Regions from separate parts of the Ovis aries genome. Here region 1 is linked to region 2. Evidence: chromatin contacts called from public Hi-C data. All regions are on one chromosome and are shown on one strand. The core of a region is the stretch at or near the end of the contact, and the rest is flanking DNA. Distances in the headings are between cores, read along the strand shown. Region 1 overlaps SARDH (sarcosine dehydrogenase). Region 2 holds the start of LOC121819259 (basic proline-rich protein-like).

Region 1 (6,664 bases), core at 46-2,545, 38 kb before region 2:
GGCTGGGGCCGTGACCCTGGGACACCTCTGCTTCTCGGTCCTGGTTCTGAGCTACATGTCCAGGGTCAATAATCAAAGTCATAACGGGCCCGCCATCATGGGAAGCCCGTCACAGAGCAATTCCAAGGCAAAGAAGTGGCCCAACCAAGTGTCCCGCGTACGGTGTTGGAGTGGGTAAAGCAGTATTTCAAACTCAGGCGGTATTTCAAGGAACAAGAAAACCATCCCAACAACGTCCCGAGAGAAGCCGAGCGCACGAACTGTCCACAGTTTGGGATGATCCTGCTTCTGGTTTAGGATTTACAGGTAGAGAAGCAACAGAAGGCGGAAGGAAACTCTGTTCACCTCGGGCTTTCTCTCCAGTGCGACCGGAGGAGTTTTTGTTAACTTGCTCTTGTCTTAAGAATGTTCCCAGTATTTACAGTGAAACACTGAGGCCCATCAACTCTTCAGCCAGACTCTGTGGCCGGCGAGAAAGGGCCGGCTCAGCGGGGTCAAAGGGGGCACCCAAAGGGGTCATGCCAGGATGAGCTCTGCACCCAGGCCCTGCACAGCAGCTGGAAACAGGGGCAAGCCACGCAGTGGTTGCCACAGAACCGCTGAGCCAGCTGTGGGGCGGGGGGACGGTGCAGCGGAGAGAAGCAGCCTGCGGCCTTCCTGCGCCCCACTTCTGCCCCGAGCACCCCGTGGCCCCCACTTGTGCCTGTCGTCCCAGGCCAGGCTTCACCCTGCAGTCTGGCCTCTGCTTCTCCTGGCCCGCGCCCTGGCCCAGCCCAGCTCCCAGGCCCCAGAGGCCAAGGTGCAGCCAGACAGCCATGGGCCAGGCCTGGGGAGGCAGCCAGGGCCAGGGAGGGCCGCCCCCGCCCCCCGGGGTGGGTGTGGGGAGGCAGCTGGAGCCCATCGTCCCAGCCCAAGTCCCCGGCGCCTCCCTGGAGTGGCCCTCAGCTGGAGGGGCGGCCTTCCCACCTGCTCCTCTTCCACATAAATCCCCGAACCACACACAGGCCGAGCCACGCCAGCTGCCCCCCGCGCCACATCACAAGTCAGAACCCCTACTCCTGACTGGGGGGCACTGCACAGACCACCACCCCGGGGGGACCGAGAGGGCAGGCCAGCGGCCACAGCGGCCTGGGTGGAGCTGTGCTGTGCTCTCAAGACGCACACCCTCTCTGGTCCCGGCAGGCAGCGCTGCATCAAGGAGGCAGGAAGCGAGCGAGACAGAGACAGCCCCGCTTCCTGCCCCAGCGTGGCCTCCGAAAGCGCAGGCAGAGCAGAGCTGCCTTTATCTGCCTCCTCCTGGCAGCCTCCTTGCTGACGTCAGCGAGACACTGTTTACTTGCTAACAGGACCCAGACTGCGTGACCTCCCGCCCCTCTGCAGGCCAGGATCTGGGACCTTCCTCGGCGCCTCCCCAGATGAACACGACGAGAGTAAAAGCAGGGGTGCCCTCAAATCCGGCTGTTTGTCCAGGCCCCCCCCCCACCTTTATAGCCTTGTCTGTGTTATTGACACATAGTCATGAGGTTTTTTATGTCCCGTTAGCTGGGGGGGCCCTGGGCAGTCCATCCGACTTCTCTGAGCTCAGGCTGGGGAAGCACCTGTCCTGGCGGTAACACTTCCTACATCAGGGACTGCTGGGAGCCCTTGTTCAACACACGTGGCCGCAACCACATCCAGGGTGACCGCGCGCCTGCTAACAGGGCAGCCTCAGAGCAGTGAGGTCCCCACGGGGCTCCTGCCCTGGGGACGTGTCGTCACGCCTGGACACGCTTCGTGTTGTCACGTCTGGGGTGCTCCTGGAGTCCAGGGGCTGCAGGCCAGGCCTGCTGCTCCATACGCTGCTAAGCCCCCCGCCCCGAATATCTGCTCCACGACATCGTGGATCGCTCAGAGCTCAGAAGCCTTGACAGAACCTTCCACGCTGCCGGGAGGATGAAGCCGGAGCCGTGCGAGCCCTTGGCCGACAGTGGCTGATGTTACTTTGACCGCCTGTTCCTCACCTCGGCCCCAAGAAGTCAGAGTGGAAATCGTGACACTTATTTTCCAAAGAGGAAACCGAAGCCCAGGAGTAGGACGGGCTGACCAGAGCTGGACCCAGGACCTGGCCCAGGGTCCCGGAGGACGGCGGGTCTGCTGGAGCCGCCCACAGTCTCAAAAGCTTCCGGCCCTGGGACCCGACTTTCTGGGCTGGGAGACAGGCAAAGGTGCTGCCCAGGGGCCTGGCAGGGCACCCCAAGCAGTCCCTGCCCCCTCCCACAGTGCCAGGGGAGGGGGGACAGTCCAGGAAGACCTGGACAGGCTCAGGACACGCAGGCCTCCGGAGCAGCAGAACTGACCGCTGTCCCTAGCCCCGAGCCACGCAAGGAGGCACAGGAAACACGCTGACCCTGGAGGGTGTGCCCCACACCTGAGAAGTGGACATGAGGGGCAGCCGCACAGGCAGCAAGGCCAAGACAGAAGCTTGGGACCGGCCCCCAAGTGTGTGCCAAGCATTGACTTGGACCCCGCTCCTCCTCTGAGGCCCTAAAAGCCGGTGGGCATGGCTGTCTGGACCCCCACTTTACTGCAGGGAAGCCGGGCCCAGGAGCTCCAGAGCCCCGCCCAAGGGCACAAGACTCCCGCCCTGGTCTGTCCCCAGAGCACGTCGTGGCTGCTCCCCGCCCCCAGCCCGGGGCCCGTGAGCCGCTGCTACCTACCAGGTGCCCGGCGGCTCTCACCAGCTTGTGGGTGGAGAAGGGGAAGGCGTCATCGCTCAGGTCGGCCTCCAGCACCTCTTGGAGAATGGCCCGGCTGTGAGCAAGGACAAGGCTGGTCAGCAAACACCTGCCAAGCCCTCCTGGGTGCGCACCCTGGGCTGGGAGGGCTCTGAGGGCACCACGGTGGGCAGGCTGAGGCCCTGTCCTCACAGGGCAGACCGAGAACAAAGGTGCTCTTAATGAAACACACCAAGATGGAGACGTGCAAAGATCCAGTCATACGAGAAGGGCACCTTCAGGACTTCCCTGGCCGTCCAGCGACTAAGACTCTGTATTTCCGCTGCAGGGGGCGTGAGTTTGATCCCCAGTGGGGGAGCTAAGATCTCAAATACCAGGCACCATGGCCAAAAAAAATGTATCAAGTTAAAGGAAAAAAAGGCACCTTCATCAGAAACAGTGGCAGAAATAGCCAAGCCCTGGCTCTCCTTTCTCAGATGGGGAACCCAGGCCTGGGGCAACAGTCTAACCAGTTAATGCCCCGCCTGCCAAAGCTGCCCAAGGGCAGGGGCCCCTCTCCTCGCCCCTCTGCCCAGCTGTGCCCGGAAGAGTCTGACCCTCACGCTTGATAGTCCTCCTGAGACCTTCCGGTGTTCATGGAAACCCTCCCTTCCGGGGCGCCTGGCTTCTCGCCTCCCTCCCTGCCGGCCTGAGCTCACTCTCCCACCACGCACATTCCCTCCAGGCGTCCCTGTCGAATCTTCGGTCATCCTTCAGGTCTTGGCTCGTCTGTCACCTCCTACAAGAAGCCCTCCCTGGTTCCGAGTCTGGGTCCAGTCCCCCTTCAACGCCCCCGGCCTGAGCCTGTGGCCCTGATACGTCTCCCGCCAGGGCACCTCTCAGGGTTGCAAACCTGCCCCACTGAACCGGGAGCTCCGTGCCAATGGGGCCCCCTCTGCAGACGTGCCTGGCACAGAGAGGGCACTTGGTAAATGGGACTGATTGAAGGTGGGCTGGCTTTGCACCTCTGGGCCAGCTCCCCATCGGCAGGAAACAGCTCCCACCCACCCCCATTTCTGCCTCACAGGGTCCCAGCCAGTGCCCAGAGACACTTCCGACCCTGATGATCCCTGCCCCCCACGGTGCCAGCAGCTGCCCGCCCACACCGGCCCGAGATGCCCAGCCCACTGCAGCGTGTCAGGATCCTTATGTAACACCCCAGCACCCACGCGTGCCTGCCCCTGGAGAATGCACACCCGGTCCTCAAGAAGCCTGTCTACACTGCAGCCCTGGGCGGCAGGGTCTGCCCCACGGGGAAGGAGGGAGGAGCTGGAGCTGGGGCTCAGCAGGGCCGGGGGTCCCCAGTCGGGCACAACCTGGACACGCAGGTCTGCAGGGCACGGGCCAGGGTGCGGGAGGCTGTCCTTCCCACAGTGGGCAGCAGGTGGCGCCAGAGGGCACTGGCTCTGGGCGGAGACCAGGTTCAGATCACTGGCCCCCCCACCTGGTGTTGGGCCCCCTTGTTGCCCCGTGAGGGCAGTGAGGCAGGCACCTGGGCATTAACCACGCAACAGCGACCACCGCCCCCCAGGCTGTCTCCACCAGCCACGAGGGGTCTCCTGAGCTTCGGTTAATTAAAACAAAAAAGTTCTGTCTCGCCGGCCACGTTTCAAGGCCTTGCTGGACACATATGGCTTAGAGGCTACCGTTCTGGGCCATCAATTCTGAACTGTCTCCCGAAAGTTCCACTGGTTGGCAAGTCATCCAGCATCTCCCCTGGTCCAGGTGCCACGAAATGCTTCCCACGAAACAGCTCAGAAAGTCCAGCCCTTATCGGCGGCACTGGTGACATTATTATTCATACCAGAAACTTCGGGCTATTTTTGAAGGAGCGAGGACAATTTGGAGGAGAAAGTCAAGAAATTGCCAGGAGGAGGGGAGCTCGTCTCCCTGCCCTGGCAACCGTCACTCGGCGCCCTCCTGGAGCAGCTTATAATGAGGCTGGGAGAGCTGGCCTGTCCCCGCAGGCCGCGCCTTGATCAGTCTGTCTGGCGCCCCCTCCCTCTCCTGCCCACTCACCCCCCACCACACCAGAAATAACCCAGTCCCTCTCCAAGGTCGCCATGGCAATGAAGCTTCTGAGGACCGCCTAGCGCTCAGGAGTCCAGGACCACCCCACATCCCCATTCAGCCCAGAGATGCAGACGTCAGCTCACCCAGGGGAGAGATGCAGACCCCCGCCTGCAGAACAGGGCAAGTCCCCGAGCCGAGCCAGGGCAAGCGTGGTCCACGCGTCTTTCTGCAGAACCCCAGCATCCTGGTTCTCCTGCTGCGGCCAGCAAGCTCGGCCTCCCTCCACACACCCCGTTCCTGTCCTCCCCTCCTGTCTCAGCAGGCCCCCACCCAGCCACTAGAGATGACCTCGTCAAGTCCGCAGGAACCACCGGGCCTCCAGACCCACCTGTCAATGCGCGGTCTTTGTCCTAATTGACCCACTGACCACTCGGACACAGGTCGTCACTCCCTCCCTGGAGTCCCTCCTTCCCCTGGCCCTTGAGGCTCCTGCCCGCCTCCCACACTCTGGCCCAGCATCAGAGACCCCGTTAAAGCCCACGTCCAACCGCGCCCCTCCTCCGCGCAGCCCCCTCTCCTGGAGGAGCAGCCTGTCCCCTCGCCAGCGCTGGCCTCTGCAGCCCTCTGAGCTCGTCCTCTCCCACAGCCCTTCCCTCGCTGTGTTTCCTCCCGCCGCAGGGCCTCTGCACCTGCCGCTCCCTCTGTCTGGAACACTGTCCCTTCAGAGAGCACCCACGGCTTGAGCCCCCATTTCTTCCAGCGTCTCCTCCAAGGTCCCCTTAACAGATACTGGCTTTCACGGGCAGCCCGAAGCCCAGCATTTGATGGCTAAGGTACACGACCAACCCTGACTCCGCCAGCACGGACTGCCTGCCTGTCTGCCATGTGCCTCTGGGCAAGGTGGGGCACACGCAGAGCCAGCTGCAGCTCTGCCCGGGAGGGGAGGTCCACCCGCCCAGGACCCAGCCCGGGAGCTGCTGGCTTGGCCGGCTCCAAGGCACCAGGGAAAATGGACGCTGTGGCGGGGTCTGGGGGCAGCGACCGGGGATCCTGGTGTGACCCCAGGCTGACAGGGATGCCTGTGGACACAGCCGTGTGTCATCTCAGTGCGCGGCTGGGGGATAACCTGGCTGGAGACACACTGTCCTCTCCTCACCACTAAGAAAAGAAAACAGTTCTCACCGCCTAAAGGGCTAGGGTCAGGACTGGAGCAGACGCCGGAGCACCCCAGGCACCCCGCTGGTCGGTGCTAACACGCGGTGCTTGCCCCTGGCCCTCCACCCCTCCCCACCCGCCCCTTCTCTGACGCCCAGCCAGAGGATCTTTCCAAAGTGCACACGTGCCCAGGTGATCCGTTGCCTCAGACTGTCCAGGCAGAAGCCAGCATTCAAGGCCCTTCCGGGAGCCAGTTCCTCGTGGGTGGGAACACAGCTCCGTAAACGCTCACAGGATGAATCAAGGAGCGGATGATCGTCCGTGGACCTAGTCGCTTGGAGGTGCTTAGGGAGGAGCCGGTGTCCTCCTGCTGCGGAGCACCACCCTCAGCCCGGGTAGCACAGGGAGCCCCAGTCTGGCTCCGCCCACTTGGAGACGGCACACACAGTGCTCAGGCCGCATCAACCATCCCGAGACACCCCTGCCGGCCCTTCCACGACCCCTGAGCCCTCAGATGCTGAGTATGAGTCATATATTAAGAGCTTTTCCGTATCTCAGTGCTTTGAAAAGCACGTTCCTGGTTGGCCTCTTGGGGGTCGCGGGCACGTTCAGCTCACTGGCCACCACGTCCCATTCTAGACCAGTAAATGGTTCTGCCTCGGGTCCAGACAGAGGGACGAGGGGTACCCTGGCCCTTGAGTCCCCACCCTCTCCTCACCTGGCCGGGCCCTGGACGCTGACCA
Region 2 (6,867 bases), core at 3,228-5,727:
AGCAGTAGGTGGAAGGCAGTGGGGACGCCAGACCATCACATGGCATCTGGGCCACCGTGTTTGATGGACGCAGAGACCAGATCCAGAGAGGTCCCTGGATGAGGTCACAGAGGAGCTGAGGACAGCATTCGGCTAGGACCCAGAATGGCACAGCTTCTTAGAATTGGGGTCCCTGGGGCAGCCCAGCTCCCTGGTCCCCCAGGAAGAAAGGAGAAGGGCATGTGGTCCAGGGGGCTGAACCCTGAGCCCTCACCAGAAGCCTGGGGTGTCCAGGCCCCCAACACTGTGAAGCCCAGACTTGGGCAATTGGCCCCTCACAATACAAGACTGTCCACTGTCAGGGAGTCTCCTGACCATCCATAAACAAGTCCAGGTGTCAGGGACCTCCCAGCATGAGCCCCAGAGCCTGATTACAGGAGCTGCCTTGGCCTAAGCGAGCTTGTTCTCTGACTCACCAAGGGGTCAGACCATGTGGGAGGTCAGGGTCAGGGGCCCATTCCTCCAGATTCAGGCTGCCCAGGTGTGACCTCAGGAGAGCCTGGCCTCCCAGACTCCCCACGTGGAGGGAAGCATGGGGAAGTTGGCCCCTAGCCCCGAATCTCCTCTTTTCTCCTACAAAGAGTCTAAGAGTTTCTGGGGCTGGTGGCCCTTCCCTGGGGTGGAGCGTGGGGTTCCCAGAGGCACACAAGTCTCTGGGAGATGGTAGTGTTTGCAAGTAACATGAATAAACCCAGTGTGGTGCTGATCTTAAAATTTCAGGGAGGGTCCACACTGCCCTGCTTCTCCCTGAAGCTGCCTCAAAGCCAGACATCATGTGCGGAGAGGCTGAGGCTCCGTCCCGGGCTCCGTGGATGCCCTGTGACCCTCCTCCTCCCCACCAGGATACGGCCCTCCTCTGCCCAGACCCGTCCCCAGCTCTAGCCCAGCCCCCATCCACAGATTCCCTGTTGGTTCAGTTAGTAAAGAATCCGCCTGCAATGCAGGAGACCCTGGTTCAGTTCCCAGGTCAGGAAGGTCTGCTGGAGAAGGGAAAGGGTACCCACTCCAGGATCCTGGCCTGGGTCGCTGCAAGTCAGACGAGGCTGAGCGACTTTCGCTTTACTGTCCCTTCTACAGTCCAGAGCGGTCAGAAGGTGACCCCTGGCGGCCACCGGAGATATTTCCCTCGGAACCAGGGCCCGGGGCTCGTCCCATTGACACTGCCTCTTTCCCCAACGCCTCACCGTGCGTGGCACACCGCAGCCCTCAGGAGGAATGTGCTGGATCACATCAAGCCCATCCCTGAGTACGGGAACTTGGTGTCGGGAGAAGGGGGTGGGAGAGGGTAGAGGCTTCAGTCCCGCCCCAGCTGCCCGCCCCCTTCACCACGGGGCCCACCCAGCGGCCAGCCTGGTGAGCCGACGGAAGCCAGGCTAGTTCCAGGGCAGGGGCGAGCCTCCCGGGACCCTCCCTGCTGGGGCCTGGCCCCAATCAAGGTCAGCCCCGTCTCTTACCCACACCCGCGTGCCAAGGCCCGCCTCGGAACCGCCTGCTCCTCCCCAGCTGCCGTGCCCTGCGCCCTCCCCTCTTCCCTTATCTCCCCTCTGCCTTCCCTTAGATGTCTCAGGAGACCCTTCGGACGTGGTCTCTGCCAGGGCACTGCCCTGGTCCACAGGCTGTGGGTCCCTGGAGCCCCAGTGCTTGCCAGCCCGTTTTAAAATAAATGTCTATTTACTTGTTCGTAACCTCCCATTGCCAGCTCACCTGGGCAAGAACTAGGTTCTTATCTCTGTCACAGCCCCAGCTTCTAGAACAGGGCCTGGAGCACAGAGCTTACCCAGTCAATGTTTGACGGAGAGGGCGGGGAGGGTGGGTTGGTTATACGTGTGAATAAATGGACAGATGATGGAGGAAGGGGTCGGGGAGTGGCAGACGGGTGGGTACGGGGGAGGAAGGGTGGGCAGGTGAATGGGTGGATGAGCAGGTCCATCAGCGAACGGGGGGACGGACGGACAGGACAGGTGGATGGCGGGCTAGAGGGAGGGAGGGATGGAAGGAGGGATGAGCAGATGCAGGGAGGCAAGATGGACAGAGAGGAAGTGAGTGCAGGAAAGACGGGTGGGCGGAGGGAGAGACGGGCGCGGGCGCAGAGGGACACGCGAGCAAAGGGATGGAGGTGTGAGGGGACGGGAGAGGTGCGTGGAGGGAAAGAGGCGTGGGTGACGACAGGGCGACAGGAAGCTCCCAGGATGGGAGAGGGCCCACAGCTCTCCCCGGCCCCTGCCCGCCCCCCTGGCAGGGGGGTCTCCAGGGCTGCCCGGGAGGGTCCCAGGGCTGTGGGCCACTGTCCTCTGAGACTGGCACCCACAGCATATTTGGGGACCTGCGAACATTCAGGGGTTCCCAGGAACACCAGGGGGATGGGACACAGCCAACGTCAGGCTGGCCGCACCAAGTGTGATAGGCTTGGCATCAGTGAGGAGCCGTGCCACGAAGGCAAAGGAGGGGGTGGGGCCCTCAGCTTACAGCTGCGCCACTTCCTCATCCTCATGCCACCCAGGGCGTCCAGTCACGAGAAGGCCCATTTTACAGATAGGGCCACTGACACTCAGCGTGGCGACCTGCGTGTGTGGGGTCAGAGCCAGGCCCGTGGGCCACCACGAGCCAGTCTCCTGCAGCCTGATGCGGGCCCGGGGGCCAGCTACTCACCTGGATCCCCTCAATGCGCTCGGTGACGACGTAAGCGTGGCGCATGGCCACCAGCGGGACCTTGACGCCAGCCATCCGGCCCACAGCGTGCGCCCACACCCCTGCGGGCAGAGCACAGGCGGCTGAGCCCTGCCGGCATCTGGCAGGGGCCGCCAGCCAGGGGGGCACTGGGCGCCCCCACCCCTAAGCAAGGCCAGCTTTGGGAACAGTCAGGGTGGCCACTCGGGAGGCAGGAGAAACGCCTTCCCACCTGCACAATTGACCACACACGGAGTCTGGATGGAACCGTGTTCTGTCTCCACGGCTGCGACCCGCCGCACCCCAAAATCGTCCGTCCGCACACGGATCCCGGTCACTGGGCAGTTCTCGATGACCTGGGAGTGAGAGGAGCTGCTTTCCAAGCCACGCCAGCTCTCGGAGGGCTGGCCGCCCACCCAGCCCGGTCGGGACCCGGGACCCCTGCTTCTGCTCGGGCAGGCTTCATGCAGCCCCATCGGGGACATGGGGCTGACCACAGGGCGGGAACCGGCTCCGTGCTCCTTGATGTGGAGAACCTGTCCCCCTAAACAGAGACTTTAAAGAGAAAAAGGAGGGCTCAAGGGACTGGCAGATGCTGCAGTTCAAAGGTCGCGTGAAGGTCAGTGCAGCTTGGTTCACTTCTCCAGAGAAATATACTCGCGGTAACACTAAAGTGTCAACACTGGGGGCCTCTGGGTGACTCTTTTCTTTCTTCAGCTTTCTCCATGTCTTCTTCCTTGATTATTTGTCTTTTCTAATTTTTCCTACAACTACATGTGGACTCAAGTCAAAAGGAGAAGAGATTTGTGGCAGGTTTGCTATCCCAGCAGGGTGGGGCCTCTGGGGAGAGTGGACATCATGGACAGACCGAAGCGGCTGGCTAGCCTGGGCAGGAGCGGGTCAGGGGCTCGGGTCCCCGCTGGCCCGTGGTCTCAGCGCAGAGGGAGCTCATGTTCCTGGGCAGGAGGGCCAGGCTCAGAGCGGGGGGCCCAGGGCCGGGAGACGGTCGTACCTGCGCCCCCCGCGCGGTGGCGGCCCGGGCGAGGCTGGTGCAGGTGCCGGCGGGGTCCATGGTACCGTCGTGGGGCACGTACAGGGTCCCGTAGAGGTCCTCCACGTTCATCAGCGGATACAAAGCCTTGGTTTCCCCGGGGCTCAGCACGTGGGACTCGATGCCGTAGACCTTGCCCAACTAGGGGAACGCAGAGGAAAGTGAGCCTGGGGATGGGGCAGATCCTTCCAGCCACTCGCCTCCCTGTCTGGGCCTCCAAGGGTCAGTTTTGACCCTGGCACCCCCAGGAACTGTGAGCCATGCCTGGGGAAGCTCCTGTCCCCTGGGCCAGCTCCGAGGAAGAGTGAGGAACCTGTGCAGTGCTCAGAAGCAGTCTCTGGGGCCCGGGCACATAAGGACTTGCTATGTAAAATAAATAAAATAATCCCCACAGGTCTGATATCTGGAGCTTGAACCAGGTGTGTTGGTCAGACTGACTCCCCAGAGACCAGCAGGTCCTCTGTCCCAGGAGCCAACTGCGTGACAGACCACACCCCTGACGCATTTCATTGGTCAACGGGCAGCCAATCAAGTGTCCGCAGGCATCCGCCCATCAGGACCTGCCCAACCAGAGATGTGCTCAGTGGCTAAGTCGTGTCCAACTCCAGGGACTGTTGCCCGCCAGACTCAGACTTTGTCCATGGGATTTCCTAGGCAGGAATGCTGGAGTGGGTGGCCATTTCCTTCTCCAGCCCCACTAGAGATGAGCTGAGCCAATCAGATTCCCTCTCGGCGCATCCTGACTGAGAGGTGGCAGAGACCTCGCTCCGAACTTGAGCTGAAACCCCCCAAGGTGACCCGTCCCAGCTGATGAGTGAGTAGCTGGGGAAGAGGTGGTGGGAGGAGGCAGAACGAGACCGCCTCCTGACCCCAGAGATCCCCCGCCCTGCTGTGACGAAGCCAGCTGCCGCTGCTTCCGCTGGGGCACTCAGGGGAACACAGCGTCCCCTCAACAGTGCGCCTCCGCTTCCCACGCCGCCGGTTCTGCTTGCCAGTATACAGTTGGTGCTCGGTAACCGATGCATCGCTGGAGAAACTCGTCCCTTCCATGCCCTGGAATGTGGGGGCCAGCCCTGGCTGCTCTGGGTGAAGGACCAACACTCCACCCCAACAGCGGGCCTTCCACGGTGTAAGGCTTCCTCTGCCATCTCCCTGACAACGATGTTCCCTAAGCATCTCCGGCAGAGCTGGGGGAAGAGCGGTCCCTGCCTCCCGGGTTGTGCGGGTTCATCCTTCAGCCTGACCCCCAGGAGCACCGCGCGTGGTGGCAACCCCCATCCACTGGGCCTCTTCTGCCTCTGAGGCTCAGCAGAACCATGCTCCTCGACAGGATCCCATTTCAAAGGTGAGAATGCCGAGGCTCGGAGGCAAAGGCGCCTGTCGCAGGGGGCCCAGCCCAGCTGAGGCAGGGCGAGGCTCCAGCCGCATCCACCGGGGCTCCTCCCTTGCACTACGCTGCCCACCCCCGCCCGCGGGGGTGCACCCACCGACATGAGCCTCTTGTACTCATCCAGACGCTGCCGGCTGGACGCGATGAACAGGCCACCGTTCTGGATCCAGCCCGTGTGCAGCCCTGTCTCCTCCTCCAGCTCGCGGCTCACCACTTGCCTCGTGTGCGCCAGGAGCTCCACCTCCACGTCACTGGGCCGCAGCTGCCACAGCAGGCCTGGCGGGAGCGGGTGGGTGGGTGCGCCATCAGCCCCTGAGGGGCTGCACCCCCTTCCCCAAGCAGGCCAGAGCTCCCAAATATCAGGCTGCGGGCCTGAAGCATCCCTGCAGGCCATGGAGACGGCCTCGAGAGGCCGATGAGCAGGAAACGACAGGGGCAACGCTGAGTCCCAGGACACAGCTCTTGGGCAGCTCAAAGACAACACCAAAGGCCTCCTTTATCGGGCACCTGCTGTGGGCAGAGCCGGGCACGGAGCAACGGCGGCCCGGGGAGGCAGGTGGGACTGTTGCACGGTGAAATTAAGGAGCATCAAACAGCTCTGTGCCCAGGATCTCAGGGCAGGTGGTGAGGGGGTCCCGGGACCGACTGAAGTTCCCCCACAGAGTGGACCCCTTCTGACCGGGGCCTGGGGAGCGGCCGGCCCAGGGAGAAGTGACGGTGGGGAGACAGTGCCCTCTGAACCTCTCCCCAGCTCCCCGTTCGGCGCCATCATGCTTGTATCGGCCAAAGCGGGAGTGACTGCCCCACAGACGCTGCCAATCTTAACGCAGCGCTGAGGCAGAAGGTTGGCTGCCCTGGGGACCTGCACACCAGTCAGGCGCTGAGGATCGCGGTGCCCGCTAGGACGCCTCTCTGCCTCATCTCCCTCCCCCATCCATCCTCTGCACCCCGTGGATGCCCCTCATCCTGGGGGCTCCATCCGGAGAAAGGGCTTGCACTCTGAGCAGACAGCTGCCTGGGCCTCCAGTTCCGGCCTCAGCTCTGCCCCCCAACCCCGTGCAGGGCCCACGGTCAGCATGCGCTCCCTCCTTCCCACCACAGCTCTGCCGAGACTCGGGGACAGGCAGGGCCACCTTTGGACCGAGCCCGCTTCTGTCCTCCACGGCCTTCCCTCCAGCTCAGCGGCCTCCTACTGGTCAGCCCAGGGCTGGTCCCTCAGTGGGTCCAGTCCCTCCCGCCCCCGCTTGCACCCCAACCCCTACCCGCCGTGTGCCAGGTGGTCCCGGAGGTCAGCCGCTCCCGCTCCAGCAGCACGGCCCCGCTCACGCCCAGCTTGGCCAGGTGGTAGAGGGTCTGGCAGCCCAGGCTGCCCCCGCCAATGACCACCACGCTGGCTGTGCCAGGCAGGGGCTGGCTTGGGCCCTGGGCCGCCGCCGAGGCGTCCTGCGCCTCTTTCAGGGTCCGCTGGTATGGCACGCTCTTCTCAGAGGTGGGGCCAGCCCCGCTCACCAGGGGTCTCAGCCCCCGGCCCAGGGCAGGGCTCCGGCGAGGACAGGTGGCCGCCATGCCACACAGGGCGCGTCTCAACGAGGCCATGGGTAGTCAGCTTCAGCAGCGCAGGGAGCTGGGGAGAGAGCCAGGGCTGCCTGGATGCGGAGGGGAGCAGTGGGCCCTGGGCCCCCCACGCTGCGATCCTCCAGCTTCCCTCCTGCCGCCCACC

Evidence for each region. Hi-C and Micro-C count contacts between places; a contact is called where the count stands out from the background.
Region 1: a Hi-C map of liver shows a contact between it and region 2, with 2.2 times the contacts expected there. The contact joins the enhancer-like site here to the promoter of LOC121819259 in region 2. A contact is called at or near these places in 6 of 16 Hi-C or Micro-C datasets (hypothalamus, liver, muscle and 1 more).

The regions. Positions count from the first base shown.
Region 1 is chr3:2,409,207-2,415,870 of ARS-UI_Ramb_v3.0, reverse strand. It overlaps SARDH (sarcosine dehydrogenase), which reads right to left. Exons shown (of 21, transcript XM_042247993.1): 16 at 6,640-6,664; 17 at 2,697-2,790. Among named protein-coding and RNA genes, the nearest start is that of DBH, 40 kb to the left of the region's middle. Within about 2 kb of position 1,295, at least 15 of the 54 cell types and tissues checked have an H3K27ac peak or open chromatin away from gene starts, as enhancers often do. A contact at or near this core is called in liver, where this site is marked.
Region 2 is chr3:2,374,186-2,381,052 of ARS-UI_Ramb_v3.0, reverse strand. LOC121819259 (basic proline-rich protein-like) reads left to right here and starts at 4,477. Exons shown (of 2, transcript XM_042247997.2): 1 at 4,477-5,102; 2 at 5,272-6,867. It overlaps SARDH (sarcosine dehydrogenase), which reads right to left. Exons shown (of 21, transcript XM_042247993.1): 2 at 6,410-6,771; 3 at 5,245-5,423; 4 at 3,719-3,898; 5 at 2,939-3,062; 6 at 2,689-2,789. The coding sequence starts at 6,743.